Regions from separate parts of the Mus musculus genome. Here regions 2 and 3 are each linked to region 1. The links are chromatin contacts, called in public promoter capture Hi-C maps. All regions are on one chromosome and are shown on one strand. Each heading gives the region's core, a stretch centred on a gene start, on an enhancer-like site or on the middle of the called end of the contact. The rest is flanking DNA. Distances are from core to core; before and after follow the strand shown. Region 1 holds the start of Kcna5 (potassium voltage-gated channel, shaker-related subfamily, member 5). Region 2 holds the start of Tnfrsf1a (tumor necrosis factor receptor superfamily, member 1a). Region 3 holds the start of Tuba3a (tubulin, alpha 3A).

What was found. Promoter capture Hi-C pulls out the DNA fragments that hold promoters and counts their contacts.
Region 2: a contact with region 1 is called in a promoter capture Hi-C map of embryonic stem cells, with 4 times the contacts expected there. The contact joins the promoter of Tnfrsf1a here to the promoter of Kcna5 in region 1. A contact is called at or near these places in 2 of 39 promoter capture datasets (embryonic stem cells and hippocampal neurons) and 3 of 115 datasets of contacts at active chromatin or transcription factors (craniofacial prominence, embryonic forebrain and embryonic stem cells).
Region 3: a contact with region 1 is called in a promoter capture Hi-C map of embryonic stem cells, with 3 times the contacts expected there. The contact joins the promoter of Tuba3a here to the promoter of Kcna5 in region 1. A contact is called at or near these places in 4 of 39 promoter capture datasets (the 3T3-L1 cell line, the C10 cell line, embryonic stem cells and 1 more).

Annotation. Positions count from the first base shown.
Region 1 is chr6:126,534,304-126,537,003 of GRCm38.p6, forward strand. It overlaps Kcna5 (potassium voltage-gated channel, shaker-related subfamily, member 5), which reads right to left and starts at 1,252. Exons shown (of 1, transcript NM_145983.2): 1 at 1-1,252. The coding sequence starts at 860.
Region 2 is chr6:125,348,288-125,351,098 of GRCm38.p6, forward strand. Tnfrsf1a (tumor necrosis factor receptor superfamily, member 1a) reads left to right here and starts at 1,436. Exons shown (of 10, transcript NM_011609.4): 1 at 1,436-1,775. The coding sequence starts at 1,737.
Region 3 is chr6:125,284,555-125,287,335 of GRCm38.p6, forward strand. Tuba3a (tubulin, alpha 3A) reads right to left here and starts at 1,527. Exons shown (of 5, transcript NM_009446.3): 1 at 1,414-1,527. The coding sequence starts at 1,416.

The DNA.
Region 1 (2,700 bases), core at 2-2,501:
GGGGCAGGGGCTGGGGGCTGCGGCGGCACTGGGGGGTGGCGTAACAGCTCCCGTTCATCCCTGAACTCAGGCAGAGTCTCCAAGCAGAAGGTGATGATAGAGATGAGAATGACCAAGACCGACACGATGGCAATGGCTCTTGCTGACCCAGAGCTTTCTGGGTATTCGAAGATAAGCCACACCTGGCGCTGGAACTCATTGCGGGGCAGGGGCTTCTCCTCTTCCTTGATGAAGCCTTCATCCTCCCGGAAGCGCTCCATGGCCTCGTCCCCCAGCTGGTAAAAGCGGATCTCATCTGCAAACACATCCAGGGAGACATTGACCGGCCTGCGCAGGCGGCCCCCAGACTGGTAGTAGTACAAAATGCCATCGAAGCTAGGCCGGTTGCGGTCGAAGAAGTACTCATTTCTCAAGGGATCGAAGTAGCGCAGGCGTTTGACTGGGTCCCCCAGGAGGGTGTTGGGAAACTGCGCCAGGGTGCCCAGCTGCGTCTCAAAGCGCAAACCCGAGATGTTTATGAGGACCCGCTGGTGATGGAGTGATCCTGAGTCCTGAGGAGCCTGGTCCTCCTCCACTGTGCCCAGGCCAGGGTCGCCTTCTCCCTCCTCATCCTCAGCAGATGGCCTTCTAGGCTGTGGCAGCTCCTGAGGCATAGGGGGCAAAGGCCTCCCACCCTGGCCCGCATCCTCGTGTGTGGCGCGCCTCCTCGGTGATGTTTCTTTGGACTGATTATTGAGTCCAGCCGTCGGAGGGCACCCACACTCTCCCCTGGGGCTCTGCACACAGCTTGCCCCTGCCTCCCCTCCTCCTCTGAGGGTCATGGCACTGCCGTTCTCCATGGGCACCAGGGAGATCTCCATGGCCCGGGGGCAAGGGGCATGCTGCGCCCCCAGACAACCGGTTCCCACACCCCAACTCACGCTCCGCGCCTCGCGGTTTCCTCTTCAGCCGAGGGCCCCCGCTGGCTCTAGGCTGGCTGGGGTAGCTGGCTGGATCCCCTTGGCTGGTCCTGACGTCAAGAAGCTGCTGCCCCTGCTCCCTGCCTCTCTCTCTCCCTCTCAGTGTTCTGGCAGCTGGTTACCAGGCAGCAGAAAAACCTCCTTCCAGCAGATGCAACCTCCAGCAGCCCCTCTCTGGCTGAGCTCCCCGGCCTCCGCCCTCTGTGGCTCCCTCCTCTCCTCCTCCCCCTCCTGTTTCTCCTCTGGGGACGGAGTCAGAGAGTGTCTCTCTGGAGGGTTCAGCTGGGGCCCCAGCAGCAAGGACAGGAAGGGGAGGAGGAAAAGAGCCTGAGGAGCGAGGAACAGGTTGTACCAGGAGCGCTGAAAACTCCCAGGGCAACAGGATGAGAATAGCTTCAGGATCTCAGATCACCTGGGAATGCACAGAAAGCGGAAAGGGGACTCCAGGGGGTGGGAACTGCTTTAGATGCAAGGGGAAGGCTTGTAGCTGAGTTCCAGTGAGTGGAGAAGAGAGTGCTCTGGGTGTTTTTCTTTTAGAGCAGTGCTTCTCAACCTTGCTAATGCTGCTGCAACCTTTAACACTGTTCCTCATGTTGTGGTGAACCCCACAACGGTAAATTTATTTTTGTTGCTACTTCATAACTGTGATTTTACTATTGTTATCATAACATAAATGGAATTTGTTACTGAAGTGTAATGTAAATATTATTGGAAATAGAGGTTTGCCAAAAGGATTGTGAACCACAGGTTGCAAAACCAATGCTTTATAGATTAACAGCCTCTCTCTTTGGGAAAAATGACACTGCAGGGGAGCAGCGAGCTGTGTGTGTGTGTGTGTGTGTGTGTGTGTGTGTGTGTGTGTGTGTGTACTCTGGAACTCTTCCAGTCTATCTACAGATCCATTGGAAGGTATGAGACTGAGACCTCACAGCACCCCCTTAAGCCTGCTTTTCATCATCCAGACATTGGTGATTTGATCTGCTAGTATGGAGCCAGGAGGAGTCTCAACTGAGAGAGAAGCTGTCTGGTCTCCTGCCTCTGCATTCTTCGCCATCCCTCCAGCCTCCTCACCTAATCCTCTTTTTGTAAAATGCACAGTGAGAAAAGAGAATAAATCCTGGTGGAGAATAATTGTGCACGGGAAAGCTCTAAGCTAGCGACTGCATAGAAACCTGTGTAAAGAGGAGGCAGAGGGACTTATTTATTGCTAGTATGTCCAGATCATTCTGGACTTGTGTGTTTTTGCATCAGCTTACTTTGTAAGTACTAGGACTACCTTCAACATACAAAGAAACTCAGGCACAGATAGATTGACTACATTGTATATGGAGGCCACAGAACTTGACTACATTGTATATGGAGGCCACAGAACTAGAAAGTATCAACGCTGCAATTCAAACCCAAGTTGCTGGGTTTAGGGAGCTCGCTTCTTTCTCCCCTCCCCACATCTGGCCTGAGGCCCTTCTTCCATTGCAGGAGGCAGAAGAATGAGTAAGATAAAGATTGGGTTCTAGGCTGGGATGCCAGGGTCCCTCTCTACACTCTGCCCTTGTCTTTAGTCTCTGAGGCTGTTGTGGTCTCCAAAAGCCAAGGGGAGGATTTTTCAAGGTCTGTCAGCCAATTCTAGATACAGCTTCCTCCAGATGTTTTTTGTTTTTACATTGCTGGAAAGTTGCTGTAATTCAGAGTGTCTGATTATATTGTCTATTTTCTTTTCCTGCATATTGTTTGAGATTCTACT
Region 2 (2,811 bases), core at 186-2,685, 1.2 Mb before region 1:
TCCTGGCTTGCTCCCATTGAAAACTGGCCAGTCTGATAGAGGGGGGTGAGCTTCCAGCAGCAGGGACACCTCCAGCTGGTCTTCCGCTCTGCCTTCAGGGTCACAGAGGAGAGGAGACAGCAGGGTTAGGATACTGGAGGTTGGAAGTCAGGGTAGCTCACAGGGAGAAGGGCCAGGAGCTCTGGTTCCAAGTCCCCAAGCCCTATGCCCCTATTCCTGGGTTTTCCCTCCAAGTCTCAAAGTCTCAGCTGCTTTTAAAGGACCGCAGGTTGGTTGAACTGGCATGCATAAAGAAGGTCATTGAGTCTCAAGGGCACTCGAGTGAATAGTGTCCGGGTGTTACAGGGTTCCATTGCACTGAAGACCTGCCCAAATGGGGATGGCAGGAGGCAGCCATCCCTAGTAAGGGATGCTATCAGAAGGTAAGGTCTTACTCAAAAGGACAGAGAGAACTGTGGGCCTTGCAGTAGGAGCTCGGCTGGCATCCTGATTCTCCGAGATCAGCCTCCCAGTGTGCAGAGTCCCGTGGCTTTTTCCTCACCCCTAAAGCTACAGACTGTGGTATAACTATCTTTGAGGTCAGTCCCAACGGATGCATCAGGATATCTAGAGCTGGGTGTGGTGGTGCACACCTGTAGTCTCAGCAGGTAGGAGGTGGGAGGATGAGAAGTACAAGGCCAGCCTCAGCTAGACAGTGAGTTTGAGGCCAGCCGGCTTGGGCTAAATGAAACCCTATTTCACACAGGTTGGAAAGGGGGCCCTGGGAGCCCTTTACAGAAGCCTGAATTCTCATGGCTTCTCTTTGCTATGTCAGGGCAGGCACTTTTCACTCCAAATTAACAACTGGGGAGACAACCAAGGCTTAGGAGAGGGTGCTGCCTGACACCCCCTCACCCGTGCCCCACCGTTGGTGACCGAGCCATGGTGGGCAGCTGAGGGACTTGTCTGGAAGACACAGATGAGAGTCAGTGGGAGTGACCTTGGGTCAGGACCCAGGCAGGGTAGAAAAGAACATTTGATTTCCCTCCCGGTTTGGGCTGACTGGGTAAACGTCCAAGAAAGTGCGATTAGAGGGAACTCAGAGGGAGGGAGAGCGCGAAGCAAAGGAGTTCTCGGCGGGCGAGCATCAGATATTGCCCTCCCCCTAATAACTCCCGCCTGCCGTCCCGTGAGATAGGTGGGCTGGCTTCCTTCCGTGAAATTGACAACAGGCTTAGAGGGGTTAGTCCACCGGTCTAAGCTCACCCACTTCAAAAGCAAAGGAGTCCGAACTGGAATTCTGTGGACTCTCAAGCTCTTAAGTGGTGTTAAGTGGGTTTGGGGCGCCAAGCTACGGGACCCGGGCTACAAAGCGTTAAAGAACCTTGGCCCTCTCCTCACTCCTCCTAGTTCCCTCCCTCCTCCTCCCTCGCCTCTCCCCAGGCTCTTCCGGTCCCGCTCTTGCAACACCACCCCCGCCACTCTCCCTTCCCCTCCTACCTTCTCTCTCCCCTCAGCTTAAATTTTCTCCGAGTTTTCCGAACTCTGGCTCATGATCGGGCCTACTGGGTGCGAGGTCCTGGAGGACCGTACCCTGATCTCTATCTGCCTCTGACTTTCAGCTTCTCGAACTCGAGGCCCAGGCTGCCATCGCCCGGGCCACCTGGTCCGATCATCTTACTTCATTCACGAGCGTTGTCAATTGCTGCCCTGTCCCCAGCCCCAATGGGGGAGTGAGAGGCCACTGCCGGCCGGACATGGGTCTCCCCACCGTGCCTGGCCTGCTGCTGTCACTGGTGAGATGGGAGACTGGAGGGGAGGGTGGGTTGCTAGCGAGGCGCCGGGCAGGAGTGGGCTTGTACTAGGGGTAGAGATGGGGGCAGGGGCTTCTGTGCTTTAGTTTGACGCCAGGTTTGCTGTGCCTCACCTGGGGCTGCCCTGAGATGTGGAAGGGAGAAATCTGAGAGGGAGAGAATCTGGCAAGCCAAGCTGGCAAGCCTGGGCCCCTGACAGTCAAGGTCCTGGCCCGTGTTGGGCTGTGGTCAGGCCAGCTGCTCGGCCAGTGGAGTTAGACGGAGAAGCCTTCTTTCTCTGGCCGAGGTTGAACAGCGTGGGGCAGGGTGTTGGAAGACTGGGTGCTAGGAGAACCGCTTTGGCGGGACGAGTTTGGGAAAGCGTGCTTGGGAGTGGACCCGAAACTGGACAAAGCTGGGCAGCCTTCCGGTCCCAGACTTCTCCCTGAGACAGCCTCTGACCTTCTGCCGCCTCCATTTCTGCTTCCAGACAAGAGGTCCCTCCTGGCGTGACCCTCCTTAAGTAGCTAATACCTCTTTATCTAGGCCATGTATCCTCCTGCTCCCTCCCCACAGACCCAAAAGTCAGTCTCACGGTTTCCAATTCCACAGTTCCAATTGGGGAAGTTGGTAGCAGCTTGTTTTCGTCACTGGAAAATGTACTTTTCTCTGGCCTCGGCCTAGTGTTCATGTTCTCTTGATTTCTGTGTGTCCATAATTATTCTGTGTAGATCCTGGGGGCTCCCTGGCTGTCTGGGTGGGCTGTACCATCGGCGCAGTGTTCTCTGGGTCCTGCCTCTCCCTGGCCCAGCGTTATCCCTGAGACCTGCCTTTTTCTCCCTCCCCTTTCACTCCTCATTCTCTTCTGGTCAGTCTCCAGAGCCTCCTTGCGGGGGTGGGGTGGGGGGGTGGGGGTGGCTCCTTTGTGTCTATTCCCTTCCCTTTCTCTACACACCATTCTAAAGCAGTGGTCCTAGAACCCTGCCTGGGTGTCACCTCCCTTCTCCTGGTCCTGTCCTGTCTCCCAGTCTCTCCTGGG
Region 3 (2,781 bases), core at 277-2,776, 1.2 Mb before region 1:
GTGTTTTATCGCAGCAACAGAAAGCAAACTAGATAGAGCCTGTTGCCAAATCCCATGCCTATCAAGGACTGTGCCCTGAGAACAAAGTAATGGGACGACACTGCCCCTGCAACAAGAAAAAAGTTTTAAAGAAAAAAAAAAAAAAACGATCAAGCTCGGTGTGGGGGGGTCCATGACAGTAGCCAGCTCAATGAGGAGCTGAGGTAATAAGAGGCGTTTGAGGCCAGCTCAGATGACGAGAGCCCATCAGAGAAACAAAGACAAGTTCTGGCTGTTTAGACCCAGATCGTATGTGAACACAAGTATCTAAGAAGTCCTCTGCCTGGGGCCGGAGAGTTTGTGTGGTGGGTAGGAGAGCTGTCTTGCAGAGGATCAGGGCTCAGTTATCAGGCTCGCCACGGCCTGACTCCAGCTCCTGGGTCTTCCACACCCTCTTCTGGCCTCTCTGGGAAACTGCACTCAGGAGCACATACTTTGCAGAGACATACATGCACAGCGATTTCAAAGAAAAAAAAATCTAATAAATTAGGTTCTCAGCCTTATTTTATTCTTCCCTTAGGACAAGTTTTTGTAGTCCATGCTAGCTTCAAATGTACTCAGACTAATCTTGAAATCCAAATGTCCTGCTTGGGACTGTGGCATGCGCCAGCACACACCTCAAATGTACTTTCTAATACCAACAATGGATCCCACTTATAAACCATGAAATAAGAAAAACAGCAGTAGCCACAAAACTTATATAAAAGTTCTTTGGCAAGCTTGGTGGAGCTGGTGGCCTGTGATCTTGACGGAGTGGAGGCAGAGAGGGCAGGCCTACCAGGGGCTCTACGGCATTTCCCAATCATAGTAAGCTCGAGACCCGAGCACAGGCTCTTTGGACTCAGTAACTTTCACTTTCCTAGGTGGACGAACATTAGACCAGAAAGCCTGGTGGCTTCTAGGATCTTCTGGAACCCAAGCCATCACTGGTTCTCGCACTCAAGGCCACTGGTACCAGTAAACAAAACAAAAGTTCCCTCTCCAGAAACCTATCTGCCACCTTCTTTTGTTGCTTTTTTTCTTAAGGCTGGAGGCCCACGAGACTGAGGCTGGCCGCGAACTCTTGCGCCTCTTTCATCAGCCTCCGCGGGGCTGGGACTCCGGGCTGGAACTGCATCCCAGCATCCTGGAGCTTCACAGGTGCTAAGAAGCCGAGCATCTCATTCACACGCACTTGCATGGTGAGGAGTCTAGAGGAGACTGCGGGCTCCTGGGCTGCTCTGCCAACGCCCACCCTCACAGGAGCTGGGGTTGCGAGGAAGCCCTAGCCTCAGAGGAGACGGAGGTCAACCTCCCGTGGGGCCGACCCCCCCAGAGGCCCCGAGGCCAACCACCCCGGCCTGGGACTGCTCCCACCACCCCGGCCGCTCTCACCATGCTGAACTCCGGAGACCCGCTCAGACGCCGCCTCGGCCGTTCCTCACCACTGGTCCTCAACCGCCTCTGGTCTGCGCGCTCAACAGTCCAGGACGGATGTGGAGTCCAGGCCGGGGCTCATTGGCCCAGAGCGCCTTAGGGGCGGCCTTAGGCTCCACATCCCACTAATGATTGGATGTGGCTCAAGTTGCAGTGCTGGCACTTTCTGATTGGATGTGGCTTTGGCGGGAAGGCTCTGGAGTGGCTGGAGGGGGACAAGCATTGAGGAGCATCTGAAAATGGGGGGTGGGGGGAGGTGTGTCTGCGCGTCCCCGACATCCAACTTAGCATGGAACAAGTGGGGCGCTCAGGTCTTGCTTATCTGCGTATGTTATCTGCGCATCGGCGATGGAGGGATGCCCTAGCAGCCCTGCACACTATCCGTACCTCTGTCCTCGCCTTTCCTCCTTTCGCCTCACCTCACACAGCCTTACCTCACTTGGGGCAGAAAAGCTGTTCAGCCTCCCTCGCTTTGGAGGCCACCAGGTCGTGCTTCTCCAGAGACCATCTGCCAAGTCTTGCGTTGGGACCCAGAGCTGTTTTGGAAGTCTGTGTGAGCAGTTGCCTATTCCGACATTATTTACTCGGAGAAGGTTTTGAAAGGATTTGGGTATGCAGCCCTGGCTGGCCTCCAAAGCTTGTAGCCCGGGCTGGCAGAAGTTGAAACTCTGTCTCAGGCTACCTCAGAGCTGGGGCTATAGATGTGTGCCATGCCTGGTGGCAACCAGACCTTCAATCTGCAATTTGGAGGAAACATAAATTAGTCAACATACCTATCTTTCCTCAGGATATCGAACTGCACATAATGAATTGTAGGCTGTGCCATGGTGTTTTTGTTTGTTTGTTTGTTTGGGCAGAGTCTCATGTATCCCACCCTGGTCTTGATTTCCCCTGTAATCAAGAATGGATTTGATCCTTCTGACCCTCTAATCTCCACCCTCTGAGTCCTGGGACTGCGGATCTGCATCACAAGCTGGGGACACACTCATGGCTTCAGAGATGCTTAGCCAGCACTCTACCAAACCCAGCTACAACTCTAATCCCCAGTGCTGTGTTTACAAGAAACATTTTTTTCTGATTATGAGATTAACACATTCAGAGTAGAACATGTGGGAAAGGCAGCAATAAAATAGAACACCAACAACCACGCATGTCTCTAGAGAAACACATTTCAGCTGTCTTTCATCCTGGCGTGCATACATTTATGACTTGTTTTATAACTAGAATCAAACATGATTTTTTTTTAAAAAAATTCTGCAATAAACATTTTTTGGAACAGAATCTTCTTGATGCAGTCTTATTGTTGGGGATCTGATTTGGTCGCTA